2 separate regions of the Sus scrofa genome follow, and region 1 is linked to region 2. A link is a contact called in public HiChIP or PLAC-seq data. All regions are on one chromosome and are shown on one strand. The core of a region is the stretch at or near the end of the contact, and the rest is flanking DNA. Distances in the headings are between cores, read along the strand shown.

Evidence for each region. HiChIP or PLAC-seq counts read pairs in DNA pulled down with a chosen protein or histone mark.
Region 1: a contact with region 2 is called in an H3K27ac HiChIP or PLAC-seq map of alveolar macrophages. The contact joins two enhancer-like sites. A contact is called at or near these places in 9 of 47 Hi-C or Micro-C datasets (alveolar macrophages, blood, embryonic fibroblasts and 6 more) and 1 of 2 datasets of contacts at active chromatin or transcription factors (alveolar macrophages).

The regions. Positions count from the first base shown.
Region 1 is chr7:32,813,011-32,819,793 of Sscrofa11.1, forward strand. No RefSeq gene overlaps it. Among named protein-coding and RNA genes, the nearest start is that of TMEM217, 23 kb to the right of the region's middle. Within about 2 kb of position 1,846, at least 12 of the 83 cell types and tissues checked have an H3K27ac peak or open chromatin away from gene starts, as enhancers often do. A contact at or near this core is called in alveolar macrophages, where this site is marked.
Region 2 is chr7:32,564,285-32,571,828 of Sscrofa11.1, forward strand. It overlaps C7H6orf89 (bombesin receptor-activated protein C6orf89 homolog), which reads left to right. Exons shown (of 10, transcript XM_021098652.1): 6 at 3,896-4,050; 7 at 4,176-4,315; 8 at 6,537-6,666. Among named protein-coding and RNA genes, the nearest start is that of PPIL1, 20 kb to the left of the region's middle. Within about 2 kb of position 3,932, at least 5 of the 83 cell types and tissues checked have an H3K27ac peak or open chromatin away from gene starts, as enhancers often do. A contact at or near this core is called in alveolar macrophages, where this site is marked.

The DNA of each region.
Region 1 (6,783 bases), core at 596-3,095, 250 kb after region 2:
GAAGTCTGTCCTCCGTGGGACACGGGATGTACAGGTGATAACAGTGAGGTGAGAGAAATGCTCAGAAATATTCAGGGGTTGTACGCTTAAGAGTGAGCCCCTTCCGGGAGCAGCCTGCAGAGGCCGTGGGAAAAGGGGAGACCCTCTTTTCTCTGGGGAAGTTCGAGCCCGCTTGCTTCCTCTTGACACCATCGGTCCCCAGCCCAGAGCCCCTTCCTTCACCCTAAGGTGGAAATGATGAAAGAAGAGCATACAGCTCTCCTGTCCCAGGGGTATCTGCACCTACTCAGGCCCCCACCCTTCCATTTCCTCCCCTCCCTTCTCAGGGCTAAATCCCACTTTCTTCTGGGACTCAGCTTAAAGGGCTCTGCCTCCAGGAAGCCTTCCCTGACGCTCCAACCTTCAAGACTCCTCCTGTGGCCCCCAGTCCTTCCCTCGGGACCTCATCCTGGGTGCAAATGGCCCTGAAGGACCCCCCTCTTCCCTCATGAGTTTGGGAGCCCCTTGGAATGGGGGTTGTGTCTTACTTTCCAGAGTATCCCCCAGTTCCTAGCTCAGGACCTGACACACCTAGACACTCAGCAAACCTAGTGAAGAAAGGGAGGACGGAAGGCCAAAGATCTTCTCGGGGCAGGCCAGGGGGCGGGTGACAGCGCACAGAGAATTGCTCTTCCCGGGGACTCCTGCTTTGCTTGAAAGGCTTATTTTAGGCTTGGGGATGTGGTGCTGGGAGATGAGACGGTATTTCTAGTGCCAGTAGCTGATGCACGGGAAAGATTAGGGAAGGAGGCAAGGGACAAGGAAGGTGACATTCTTGCATCCTTTGTGGGTATTCTCCCATCTGTAATTATCGACAGTCTTCACCAGAGACTCCAGAAGTGAGGGAGAGAAAAAAGGAGTAGGAAGAGGAGGCCAAAAGAGCGGTAGGAATTTGCTCCTCAGCAGCTCATCCTCCATAAGCATCCCTTGGAAAACAAGGAATGGTGGGCCCTTCTATTCTGCTGAGGGTCTCGGTCTGTTCATGTCACCAATATTTATGGAGCATCCACTATGTGTCAGGTGTTGTTCTAGGTGCTGGGAAAATAGCAATGAAGAAAATATGGTGCTTTGGAGTTCCTGTTGTGGCTCAGCAGGTCAGGTTAAGAACCTGACATAGACTCTGGGAGGATGCGGGTTCGATTTCTGGCCTCGCTCAGTGAGTTAAGGATGCTGCATCGCTGCAAGCTGTGGTCCAGGTGTGGTTTAGATCCTGTATGCCGGCCGCTGCAGCTCTCATTCTACCCCCTAGCCTGGGAATTCCATATGTCACAGGCATGGCTGTCCAAAAAAAAAAAAAAAAAAAAAAAGAAAGAAAGAAAATAGGTGCTTATATCTTGGGGGAGATTGCTATATGCAGTAAGCCAGGTGAAAATATATATTAAGGGGAAAAAACCCAGCAGGGTAAGTGGTTTAGAGAGGGGGGAGGAGGGGCTGCTTCCCACAGGTTGGGAGGGAAGACCTCTGCCAGGGCTTGTGAGCAGACACTTGAAAGAAATGAGCGGAAATCAGTGGACACCTGGAGTGGCAACCTTCCAGGCTGAAGGGACAAGTGCAAAGGCCTCCCCGAGGCTGAAGTGTGCTGGGTAAGAGGAACTGCAGAGGCCAGCACAACTGGGGCAGAGGGAGGGAGGACGAAGGGGTTAGGAAGGAGACTGGAGCGTGACATGCACTGGATCACTCAGCAGCCAGCAGGGCACGGCGAGGACTGGGGATTTTTCCTCTGAGTGCGGTGTGAAGGCCTGGGGAGGATGCGCAGCAGAGTAGAGGAGGGCCTTGAGCTGCCTAAGGTTTCACCAGGATCCCTCTAGCTGCTGGATGGAGAAGTGACTGCAGAGGGAATAGGGGTGGGTCCCGGAGACCCATTAGGATGCTGCTATTGGTGGTGGCAGGGGAGGTGATGAGAAGTGGCAGGATCTAGGAGTTCCCTTCGTGGCTCAGCGTTAACAAACCCAAGTAGGATCCGTAAGGATGCGGGCTTGATCCCTGGCCTCACTCAGTGGGTTAAGGATCTGGCATTGTCACAAGCTGTGGTGTAGGTCACAGACTCGGCTCAGATCCTGTGTTGCTGTGGCTGTCGTATAGGCTGGTGGCTGTAGCTCTGATTCAACCCTTAGCCCAGGAGCTTCCATATGCCACAGGTGCTGCCTTAAAAGAGGTTTCTGGCAGCTGGTAACTTTTTTTTTTTTTTTTTTCCCCAACATGTGGAAATTCCCAGGCAGGGATCAAACCCCCTCCACAGCAGTGACCCAACCCGCTGCAGTGAAAACACCGGATCCCTAACCCCCTGAGCACCAGGGAACTGGCAGGGAACTCCTAGTTGAGCTGATTCTCAGAATCTGCTCTCCCTCCACCTCTTCTTACATGAAGGTCCATGGCCACCCCAGCTGGGAAGGGGATTCGAACCCTGAAGTTGGCCTGTTTTATTTATTTTTTCTGGTTCCAAATCATACCTTGTGAGACTAGGACAGAGACAGACGATATTAATTCTCCATCATCAGCTAGAGGTGCCCTAAATCCTAAATAGTCACCCCTAGAGGAGCTGGTTGAGAGGGCGGTGCAAAGCCAAAGCTTGTTGCAGACTGCCATCTGCTGGTCATTCTGGGACCTGGCTTGGATCTAAATCTATGCCTCACCAGGCAGTGAGAACTCGGTGGATTGTTAGAATAGTACCTGGCACCCACTGTGTTCAGTAAAAGTGGGCTGTCATCATTATGCCCATGGTTTGGAGGAGCATGGTCAAAACAAACAGTTTTCTCTGACTTCACACCCAACATTTATTTATTTATTGTCTTTTTAGGGCCACATCCAAGGCATACAGAAGTTCCTAGGCTAGGGGTCAAATCGAAGCTACAGCTGCTGGCCCACCCTACAGCTCATGGCAACACCAGATCCTTAACCCACTGAGTGAGGACAGGGATTGAGCCCGAGTCCTCATGGATACTAGTCAGGTTCATCACTGAGCCACAACAGGAACTCTCAAATGGCGATTATTCTTGCCATGTTATGAGCCAACATGAGGAACTGCTTTCTGATCATTATGAGAGAAGCCAAGTGATCCATGAAGCTGGAAAGGGGGTCTATGGTTACACACAGGAGTAAGAGGAGTCTCCAGAGAACTGCGTCCTCTGGTATGGTAGCCACAAGCCAGCTGCTTGAGGCTCTTGAAGTGGAAATAATTAAAATGGAATTAAATTTTTTTTGGTCTTTTTTTAGGGCTATACCCGTGGCATATGGAAGTTCCCAGGATAGGGGTCCAATCAGAGCTGTTGCTGCTGGCCTCCGCCAGAGCCATCGCAACACCAGATCCGAGCTGCATCTGCAACCCACACACAGCCCATGGCAACGCCAGATCCCCAACCCATTGATCAAGGCCAGGGATGGAACTGGCAACCCCATGGTTCCTAGTCTGATTCACTTCCCTCTGTGCCATGACGGGAACTCCAAATGGAATTAAATTTAAAATTTGTTTCCTGGATTGTCATGGCCACATCCCAAGTACTCAATAGCCACAGGTGGCTCGTGGACGGCATAGATGTAAAACAGTTCCATTAAGCACAGAAATTTCTGTTGGACAGCACTGCTCATCAAGGACTCAGCAGAACTAGGCATCATTGGGGAGATCCACAAGAGAAAAATTAGAAACCAAAGTTGTGGAGTTCCCATTGTGGCTCAGTGGTTAACGAATCCGTCTAGGAACCATGAGGTTGCGGGTTCAATCCCTGCCCTTGCTCAGTGGGTTAACGATCCAGCATTGCTGCAAGCTGTGGTGTAGGTTGCAGACAAGGCTTGGATCCCGCATTGCTGTGGCCCTGGTGCAGGCCGGCAGCTACAGCTCCAATTAGACCCCTAGCCTGGGAACCTCCATATGCTGCGGGAACGGCCCTAGAAATGGCAAAAAGACAAAAAAAAAAAAAAAAAAAAAGAGAGAGAGAGAGAGATAAACCAAAGTTGTGCTGGAGTTCCTTGGTGGCTCAGCAGGGTAAGAATTTGGTGTGTCACTGCTGTGGTTTGGGTTCAATTCCTGGTCTAGGAACTTCTGCTTGCCACGGACACAGCCAAAAAAATAAAAATAAAATTAAAAAAAGGAGTTCCCATTGTGGCTCAGCAGGTGAACAACCTGTTGTCTCTGTGAGGATCCGGGATCAATCGCTGGCCTTGCTCAGTCGCTTAAGGATCCGACATCGCTGCAAGCTGTGGTGTAGTTTGCAGCTGCAGCTCAGATCTGGTGTGGCTGTGGCATAGGCTGGCAGCTGCAGCTCCCATTCGACCCCTAGCCTGGGAACTTCCTTATGGTGCAGGTGTGGCCTTAAAAAGGGAAAAAAGAGGAGTTCCCATCGTGACTCGGAGGTTAATGAACCCGACTAGCATCCATGAGGACATGGGTTCAATCCCTGACCTCTCTCAGTGGGTTAAAGATCCAGCGTTGCCGTGAGCTGTGGTATAGGTTGCAGATACTGCTCGGATCCCGCGTTGCTGTGGCTGTGGTGTAGGCTAGCAGCTGTAGCTTGGATTCGACCCCTAGCCTGGGAACCTCCATATGCCACAGGTGCAGCCCTAAAGAGACAAAAGACCAAAAAAGGCGGGGGGGGAATGTGTAAGGATGTGCAGAGAGGGGGTACCATGTGAAATAACAGCACATACCAATGAGATGGTTAGATGAGCACAAATGCAGTCTATAATTAAATGCCAAAAGAAGTCACAAACGCATGCATGCACAATAATTGGTCCATGCAACCCTCCCTCCCCTGCAAGAGCCATCAAACTTGAGAATCCCCAAAAGGAAGCAGAATCAACAGAAGGCCGTCAGGGAAGGGGGAGCCACCGCTGGGGAGCACTGGGCCTCTTTCTGCCTTCTTCCTGGCATGGTTCAGTTTAACTTGTGGTACAAGTTTCCCAGCCTGACAGGGGGCCAGGAGGTAACGGTACTGACAGAGGAGTGTCTGCGATGGCCTAACTTGCTTAGCATCCTGGGGTTCTTGTAAAGGGTGTACATGTGCTTGGTGAGGAAGGGCAGGCAGCAAAAGTGCAGGAGCATCCGGGAGATTTGGAAGACCAAGTGCAGGTAACCCAGCTCCTTGAACTGCTCTTTGATGGCCCCGTAGGTGAGCAGGACCACGGTGAAGCTGAGGAGCTCATAGGTGATGATCCACACAGCATAGCACAGCAGCCCCACGTAGTTGTTGACGTGGATGCAGCCAAGGAGCACGGAGCTGAGCACGATGGTGATGGTTGATAGGCAGATGTTGATGCTACTCTCGTAGGTCAGGACCCAAGAGACCAGCTTAAGGTTTGTCACCTTGTAGATGCTGAACTGGTCCTCGTAGCCAATGGATCTAACCTCATTCATTTCAAAGATGAGGAACTGGATGGTGTTGAGGAGGGAGAAGACGCCCAGCATGAAGGAGAACTTTTTGTCATTCATTTTGTAGGTGTTTTGCCAGAGTATCTGCTGCAGGGGACAAAAAAGTCATGGAGACACATGAGAAGATGACGGAGCTAGGAGTTCCCATTGCAGCTCCGCAGGTGATGAACCTGACTAGTATCCATGAGGATGTGGGTTTGATCCTTGGCCGTGCTCAGGGAGTTAAGGATCCTGAGTGGCTGGGTGTAGACTGGCAGCTGTAGCTCCAAGTCAGCCCCTAGCCTGGGAACTTCCATATACCATGGGTGCGGTTGTGAAAAAGAAAAAAAATGATGACAGAGGCAGGCCTAGATGAATTTCTCTCAATCCACTAGATGTAAGTGGAAGAGCTGTGGGTAAGAATGCCATATGGACAGGCCATGGGCTGGAAGTCCAGGGACATGGGCTCTGGTCCCTGCTCCGGCCTCGCCAGCTTCAGGTGAGCACATCACTGGGAGCCGCGGGCCTCGTCCCAAGGTACCACTGGATGGTCCTCAGGTAGCTCTGCGGTGCTTTAAGGTGGCGCAAAGAGCGCTCCTGCTGATTTACTCCCTGGGTCTCATCCAGAGTTGTCCCAAGTCACAGGCTTCCGTGAGCAGAGAAAGGAATGGGGGAGGCTGTGAGGGACAGTGGGGAACAGTCACACACAAGGGGACACGTGCAGTCCTCCGGCTGCTCTGTTTCCCATGAGGGGCTGTGGCCTCCTTCCGCTTTCTCCTCCTCACTTGCTCAATCAACCCCAAATATTCTTCTTCTCCTTTTTTAAAAATTAAATTACATTTTATTATTATTATTACTACTATTGGCTGCACCTGTGGCATGCGGAAATTCCCAGGCTAGGGTTTGAACCTGAGCCACGACAGTGACAACACCGTATCCCTGGATCCGTGGAGCCACCAGGGAACTCCTTTTTTTTTTTTTTTTGTCAGTAGCAACAGTTTTATTGCTGTGGCAAAATGTATATAATATACATCGTCCCGTTTAACTCTTTTTTAGTGTACGATTCCGTGGCATTATGGATATTCACATTGTTGTGCAACCATCACCAGCACCCATCTCAACTTTTTCATATTCTCAAAAAAAAAAAAAAGGAATTTCCCATTGTGGTTCAGTGGCAATAAGCCCAACCAGTATCCCTGAGGATGTGGGTTTGATCCCTGGCCTCGCTTAGTGGGTTAAGGATCCAGCGCTGCCATGAGCTGTGGTCTAGGTTGCAGATACATCTCCGATTTGACCCCGAGCGTGGAAACTTCCATATGCCGCAAGCACAGCCCCGAAAAGCAAAAAACAAAAACAAAAACAAAAACCACACACACAAAAAAAACCTCCTGTACTCATCAAAC
Region 2 (7,544 bases), core at 2,682-5,181:
AAGTCAAGGTTTCATGCAGTCAATCAGTCAGTGAATGTGTACTGAGACCCTGCTATATACCAGGCACTGTTCTCTTGTGGAGGTAGTCTTGGCTCTGTGCCTTTCTTCTTCCCTAACTTTTTTACCCAAAGAGAGGTGTTTCTTTTGAGGGGGTGGTCCTGGACAGAAAGCCCTTTTTTTTTTTTTTTTGCATTTTGCATTTTGCATTTTGCTCTTTGCCAGGTTAATAGTCTGTGTAAAAGGACTCTCTCCACTCTGTATTCAGAATTCCAGGGTAAGTTCTGGTTGTCCACAGAGAGCCAGCCTGAGCACGTTTTCTTTGTAAACAACTCAGGCCCTCGGGCTCACCACTGTTGTGCAGAGTGCCCAGCTTGCAGAGATGGTCTGGAAGTTGCAGTTTCTGCCTCTCTTAACTTCAAGTCTGTGTTTTGTCTGAGAGACTTTTTTGACATCTCAAACAGCGAAAGGATTCCATAATCACAGTGAGAATTTGGAATACAGTTGTGGGGTTTATTGAACTCTTTATATGTGGAGTTTCATTTCTCTGTCATGCTTTCTTTTTTAGTATAAAATGCTAGTATAAGAAAGCCATCTGGACTAAAGAAGCCTTGGAAATCAAAAGAAAGTTAGCAGGTTGCTCTCCACCTCCCATTGGCCTTTCTGTCTAGTGTGGGACGAAGAGTGGATGGGAACAGAGGAGTGCTGGAAAGAAGCGAGGTGCAGCATGTTAGGTCATGAGGAAGAGCTTGGACTGGGGTGGCATGGCAGGGTCTGCTGCGTGCTGTTGGCTGTTTTCCAGCTCGCTCTGTAGCACATTGGCTCCAGCCTGTTATACAGAGCACACATCAGATAAAACCTTTTCAGATAGATGGAGGCCAAGCTGAAGTCTGGACACTTCTCCTTTTGTTATTGGAAATGCTATGAGAAGGGGACGAAGAGCCCCACTTGTACACTGGACCCTGCTCCCAGATACTACCTCGCCGCTGTTCGGTCCCTTCCCACCCAGTATAAGCACATTCTATATTCACCTTGACGACAAAGCTTACAGAGGAATCAAAAGTAGCTCTTCCTCTAGTTGGGTTCGTTTCTGCTGAGCCTCAACAGGAACTCCTAAATTGTGCACCTTAAACGAATGAATTTTCTGGTATGTGAATTCAGTCTCGATAAGGCTGTTTTGTTTTTTAAAAATGTATGAGCTACACAGAGCAAAACAGTACCCTTTCCCTCCTGTCCGGCACTAGAAGCCCCCAGCACAGGCTTTCTCAGCAGCCTCTGTCCTCACCTCGCTGGCCCCACTGCCTCCTGTGCTCTTCCCATGCGCTGTGGAACCTTGCTGCTCTGAGGACTCTCAGTTTGCTTATCTATAAATTGAGAGTGTCAATGCTGCAATAATTATAAAGAGGAAACTACATAACCTGCGAAAATGCCTAGCATCAGGCTTGGCGCTTAGCACGTTAGTTTTCCTTCCCCCTCCCTCATAAGTCCTTTGGAAACTGAAATGCTCCGTATGTGTAGCATGTTATGATTATTTATGCCTCATGGTATGTCCCTTACTCAGAGTTCTTGTATTTTGGCAAGAATTCACCGTATTTGACCTCTAGTAAGGAGCATTTGAAAATAAATAAAAAGAAAGTATAACTTTCAGTATGCCACCGAAACAGGTGCCACTAAAGGGCTTTCTGCTGCCCCTGGGGCTGGTGGCGAGCGCTGTGGGTGCTACACAGTGCAGTGCTCCGGATGGGAAGCGTGGGTGGCAGCTGCCTCAGGGGGACGCAGGTTCTGTCTGCAAGAGCTGGAAGGTGCTCAGGAGATACTCACACAAACACAGGGTTTCCTACTCTGCACTGCTGCTGCCTTAGGCTGACTGCACAGAACGTTCCTGTGATTAAAAGTCAGTTTCCACGTGTGTTTATTGATTTAAAGAACTGACTTCATCTCGGACACATTTGGTTGTTGACTTTTGTTCTAGGCTCTCGTGATTGGGTTTCTGTTGGGTTTTCATCAGAAACAATCTGGTGAAACATTTTGGACTCAAATTAGAGTTTATCACAAACACATCTCAGAGAACACAGACGAAACCCAGAATGGAACAGAAAGCAAACAAGAAATAATGCAATAAATATTGTGAACAGAATAGTCTCAGCGGGAAGGAACACAGAGTAAATGAGGACTGCGTGGAAACAGAGCCAGCCCCTCAGAGAAAGGTGTCGGGGAGCCAGGGAGCACTCACATCAGGGTCAGGGTCTGGGTGGGGCATTCTTACAGTGCTGACCATCTAGTCCTTGGGCCTAGAAACCACGGTTAGCAACCCTACCCGCTCTGAGCTGGGCAGGGCGAGCTCATGGGCAGATGCAATTCACTTTACTCTGAAGACAGGCCCCTGGGAGTTTCCTTTGTGGCTCAGCAGGTTCCAAACTCAAGTAGTATCCGTGACGATGTGGGTTCGATCCCTGGACTCACTCAGTGGGTGAAAGATCCAGCATTGCCGCTAGCTGTACTGTGGGTTGCAGACACGGCTTGGATCTGGCATTGCTGTGGCTGTGCTGTAGGCTGGTAGCTGCAGCTCCAATTCGACCACTAGCCTGGGAACTTCCACATGTGGCCCTAAGAAGACAAAAATAAATAAATAAATAAAAAGACCAAAAAAAAAAAGACAAGACCTCCTTTTGTGGCATAGTGGAAACGAACCTAACTAGGATCCACAGGACGCAAGTTCGATCCCTGACCTCCCTCAGTGGGTTAAGGATCCAGTGTTGCTGTAGGCTCTGGTGTAGGTCACAGAAGCAGCTTGGATCTGGCATTGCTGTGGCTGTGGCATAGGCCAGTGGCTACAGCTCCGATTTGACCCCTAGCCTGGGAACCTCCATATGCCACAAGTGCAGCCCTAAAAAGAAAAAAAAAAAGATGGGCCCCTGAAAAGTCTTATCTCTGCTCCATTCCTTCTTTCTGTGCCCTGTTCTCACTCTTCCTTCCCAGAGCCATCCTGGCCTCCACTTATACTTGTGAGCCAAGGGTTTGGGGTGTTGGAGAAGACATGGACGCAGAGGGACTCATCACTGATGGTGGGACCATCCTTTCTACCTGCCCCTCCCCCACTGTTCAGCCCTCTGGGTCACAGGTTAGAAAATGGCATGTCCAACCTCATGTCGCTGAACATAGCTTCTCAAACGGTTCAACTTCAGTTGTTGACTTGACTTAGGGGATACTTGTACATGTTTAAAAATATTTTCTGGAGAGTTCCCTGGTGGCACAGTGGGTTAAGGATCTTGTGTTGTCACTGCTGTGGCAGGGTGCGATTCCTGGCCCAGGAACTTCCCCATGCCATGGGTGTGGCCAAAAATATATATATATATATTTTTTTGTTTGTTTGTTTGTTTTTCCATAAAATCCAAAAGGGTATACAGAGAGGAGTACCTCTCCTTTCCACCTCTGTCCCCTAAGTGCTCTGTTTCCTGCTCTGGGGCTACCTTATTTCATAGTTACCTTTTCAGAGGTTGCCAGTGCTTATCACTGTTAGCTTTTTTTTTTTTTTTTTTTTTTGTCTTTTTGCTATTTCTTGGGCCGCTCCTGCGGCATATGGAGTCTCCCAGGCTAGGGGTCTAATCGGAGCTGTAGCTGCCAGCCCATTCCAGAGCCACAGCAACTCGGGATCCGAGCCGCGTCTGCAACCTACACCACAGCTCACCGCAACGCCGGATCGTTAACCCACTGAGCAAGGGCAGGGATCGAACCCGCAACCTCATGGTTCCTAGTCAGATTCGTTAACCACTGCGCCACGACGGGAACTCCCACTGTTAGCTTTTTAAATTATTCTTATAGCTCTCTGATTCCATTGCTTTGGATACTGGTTTACCTGCTGCCTCTGCTTCCTCCACATCCCTTCTTCCTCTCTCAGACTTTGACCCCTGGTGGACAAATGACTGTGAGCAGAATGAGTCAGACCCCATCCCTGCCAACTGCACCGGCTGCACCCAGAAGTTGCCCCTAAAAGTAATGCTCCTGGAAGACACCCCAGTGAAGTTTGAGAGACTCCATCCTCTGGTGATCAAGGTGAGCAAGAAGTGAGCAGAGTCTCCCACTGATCAGTGGGTGGCTAGAAAACAGCAAGCTCTGTGACATTCCTGATGAGTAACTCCACATGGTTTTGTTGCACTTTTGTTTTCTGCCCTGCCAAGACCGGACAGCCCCTGTCATCTGAGGAGCTTCAGCAGTTTTTGTGCCAGTACCCTGAGGTGACAGAAGGCTTCACCGAAGAGTTTTTCGCCAAGTGGTGGCGCTGCTTTCCTCACCGGTGGTTCCCATTTCCTTATCCCTGGTAAGTGTAAAGGGGCTCAGTCTGCATGTGGGTAGAAAGAGGGCGGACCAGCTGTCAGACTGGTACCACCTACTGCTGTGCCCACACTGCATGCGCGTGCTTTACACACGCCCTTCGAGGAGTTCCCACTGTGGCGCAATGGGCTCGACTGTGTCTCTGGAGCACTGGACTGCAGGTTTGATCCCCAACCTGGCACAGAGGGTTAAGGATCTGACAATGGCACAGCTGTGGTGTAGGTCACAGCTGTGGCTCAAATCTGATCTGTGGCCCGGGAATTTCTATATGCCACAGGGTGGCCACACAAACACACACACACACACACACACACACACACACACACACACACACACACACACACACACACCATACCACACACACATCACACCACACTGCACCACACACACATACCCCCAGGTCAAATGATTGATAATGCCACAGGGTGGCCACACAAACACACACACACACACACACACACACACACACACACCATACCACACACACATCACACCACACTGCACCACACACACATACCCCCAGGTCAAATGATTGATAATTCAGGCACATGCTGTTGAAAAACCAACTAAGGGAGATAAGTCAAAGGGGGAGCCACTGTGGGCAGACACCCAGATTGCCTAGTAGATTCGTAATTTACTTCTGAGTAGGTGTTTAGCATTTTGTTTATGTTGAATGAGTCCTGGAGGTTGAGGACCATAGAGAGAGCACGAAGAATAGAAGGGAGACGTTCCCTGGTGGCCTAGCGGTTAAGGATTCACCATTGCCACTGCTGTGGCACAGGTTCTATCCCTGGCCCAAGATCTTTTACATGTTGTGGGCATGCCCAAAAAGGGGGAAAAAGAATAGAAAGGAAACTTATTTCTTGGCACTTGTTTGTGCCAGACAGCGTGCCTTGGTGCTTAGTGTCTGTTACTCATTAGTGATACACATAATAGCACTGGGAAATAGGAATTATCATTTTTGGATCAGAAAAGGGTGAGAGGAATTCCCCTTATGGGGCAGCGGAAACGAATCCGACTAGGAACTATGAGGTTGTGGGTTCGATCCCTGGCCTCGCTCAGTGGGTTAAGGATCTTGCGTTGCCACGAGTTGTGGTATAGGTTGCAGATGTGGATTGGATCCTGTGTTGCTGTGGCTATAGTGTAGGCCAGCAGCTGTAGCTCTGATTGGACCCCTAGTCTGGGGACCTCCATATGCCGTAGGTGTGGTCCTAAAAAGCAAAAAAAAAAAAAAAAAAAAAAGTGTGGGAATCAGAAGGTTAAGTGCTTTTTTTTTGGTCTTTTCTAGGGCCGCACTTGCGGCATGTGGAGGTTCCCAGGCTAGGGGTCTAATCAGAGCTGTAGCCACCGGCCTACACCACAGCCACAGCAATGCCAGATCTGAGCCATGTCTGTGACCTACACCACAGCTCACGGCAATGCTGGATCCTTAACCCACTGAGCAAAGCCCGGGATCGAACCCACAATCACATGGTTCCTAGTCGGATTTGTTAACCACTGCGCCACAATGGGAACTCCCCAGGAAGGTTAAGTACTTTGCTTAAAGTCACCCAGCCAGGATTGAAACTCCAGGCTATCCCCCTCTTCCTTCCTGTGTCCCATAGAAGACATGGTCCATTTAGTTCTTGGGGTGAAAGTTGCTTTCTAGAAACAAAGGCAAGCCAGTTTCCTTCTAGAACATTCCAAAGAGAATTAAAATTGCCTTTTCAGGCTTTTTGTTGTGTAATTTCTCTGCCTCTGCCTTTCTTTAAATTTGCCCTTTGTTGCATAATCAAATACTCAGTTTAACAAGCATATCCGGCTTCCCACTTCGTGCTGCTTCACCTCAAAAGGTTCACGATTTTTGGCCCTTCCTCTTCCCTCTTCTCTTTTCTTGCCTCCTTGCTGTTACTTCAGACGCTTTTCCCAGATGGGATGAATGGAGTGTTTCTTTTCTTCCTCTATATGTTGTTTTAGCTGGATTTTATAAACACCCCACCCACATGGACAAATTGCGGCTGTAGCATTTGTGTGTGTGTACAAGTCACGGTTCATTGGTTTGGCATGACTGTTCTTCATGGACCAAATTCTTCAAATATTGTCCTGACATTTTACCCCTCTTCACCCACCGCCCACAGCTTTCCCACCCTGGCCGTGCTCTCTGTTCGTCACCGAGTTAGGCTGGTTTGCCCAGTTCACTTACTTTTTTTCTCTCACACGTTTCACAGGAGAAGACCTCTGAACAGATCACACATTTTACGTGAGCTTTTTCCTGTCTTCACCTTCCTGCCGTTTCCAAAAGACGCCTCCTTGAAAAAGTGCTTCCTTCTTCAACCGGAACCTATTGCGGGGAGTAAGGTAGGAAATTTTGAGAGGACGTGGGGCAAGAACGTTTCTCACTGGGGACCTGGGCTGATGTCCTAGTCAGAGCCTTCCCTGCATGTCAACTTGGAGGGTGAAACCTCGTTACCGAAGGGGTGCCTACGGAACGTCTAGTTACCTGGCCGGTCTGTCTCCTGCCCTTCCCACCTGAGGGCAAGCTGCTTGTCTACATTAAAGGAAACAGAATCCTAAACTTTGAAGGGTCCTGAGCCGTTGGTCGGTCTTCGCTGCCCCAAGGTAGCAAGCAGGCTGATGTATATAAATGAATAGTATGTAACTGCATAGTCCAACCTACTCATTTTGTAGATAAGGAAGCTGAGCCCCAGAGAGATTAAATGATGACTCACCCAAGGACACAGCAAGTTAACAAGAAAACCCTCCTCACCTTCCACCCCTAGGTTGGCTTTCCCCCAAAATAAACACAAGAGAAAGTGCAGACAAGAACTGGGGACGCGGAAAGCTCGGGAGCACAGAGAGGTTTGGGAACAAAGGGAAGATAGGCACGTGCTGAGCAGGCGGCCCAGTGCGGGCGGCAGTGCTCCTTACCTCAGTCCGTGGCCGAGTCCCCAGAGCCCATGGTTACATCTCTGGGGCCAGCAGACTAGGCAGAGCTGTTCTGTGTTTGTGTCTGTTTACCTTTCCCTTAATTGCTCCATGTTGAGTGTCATTCCTGGGGAAGGTTTTTGAGCCTGAATTGGTTTGGAAAAATTAAAAGGATGAATTTTCCTCTGTCAAAAAATTAAATTTGCTGCACTGTGGCCACCTACCAACTCTGGATTGTGTCTTCAACCTCCTGACACTATTGTTTGGCCCCAATTTTGCTGAATCGCGTTAAAGGAATTTCAGAGCCTTTA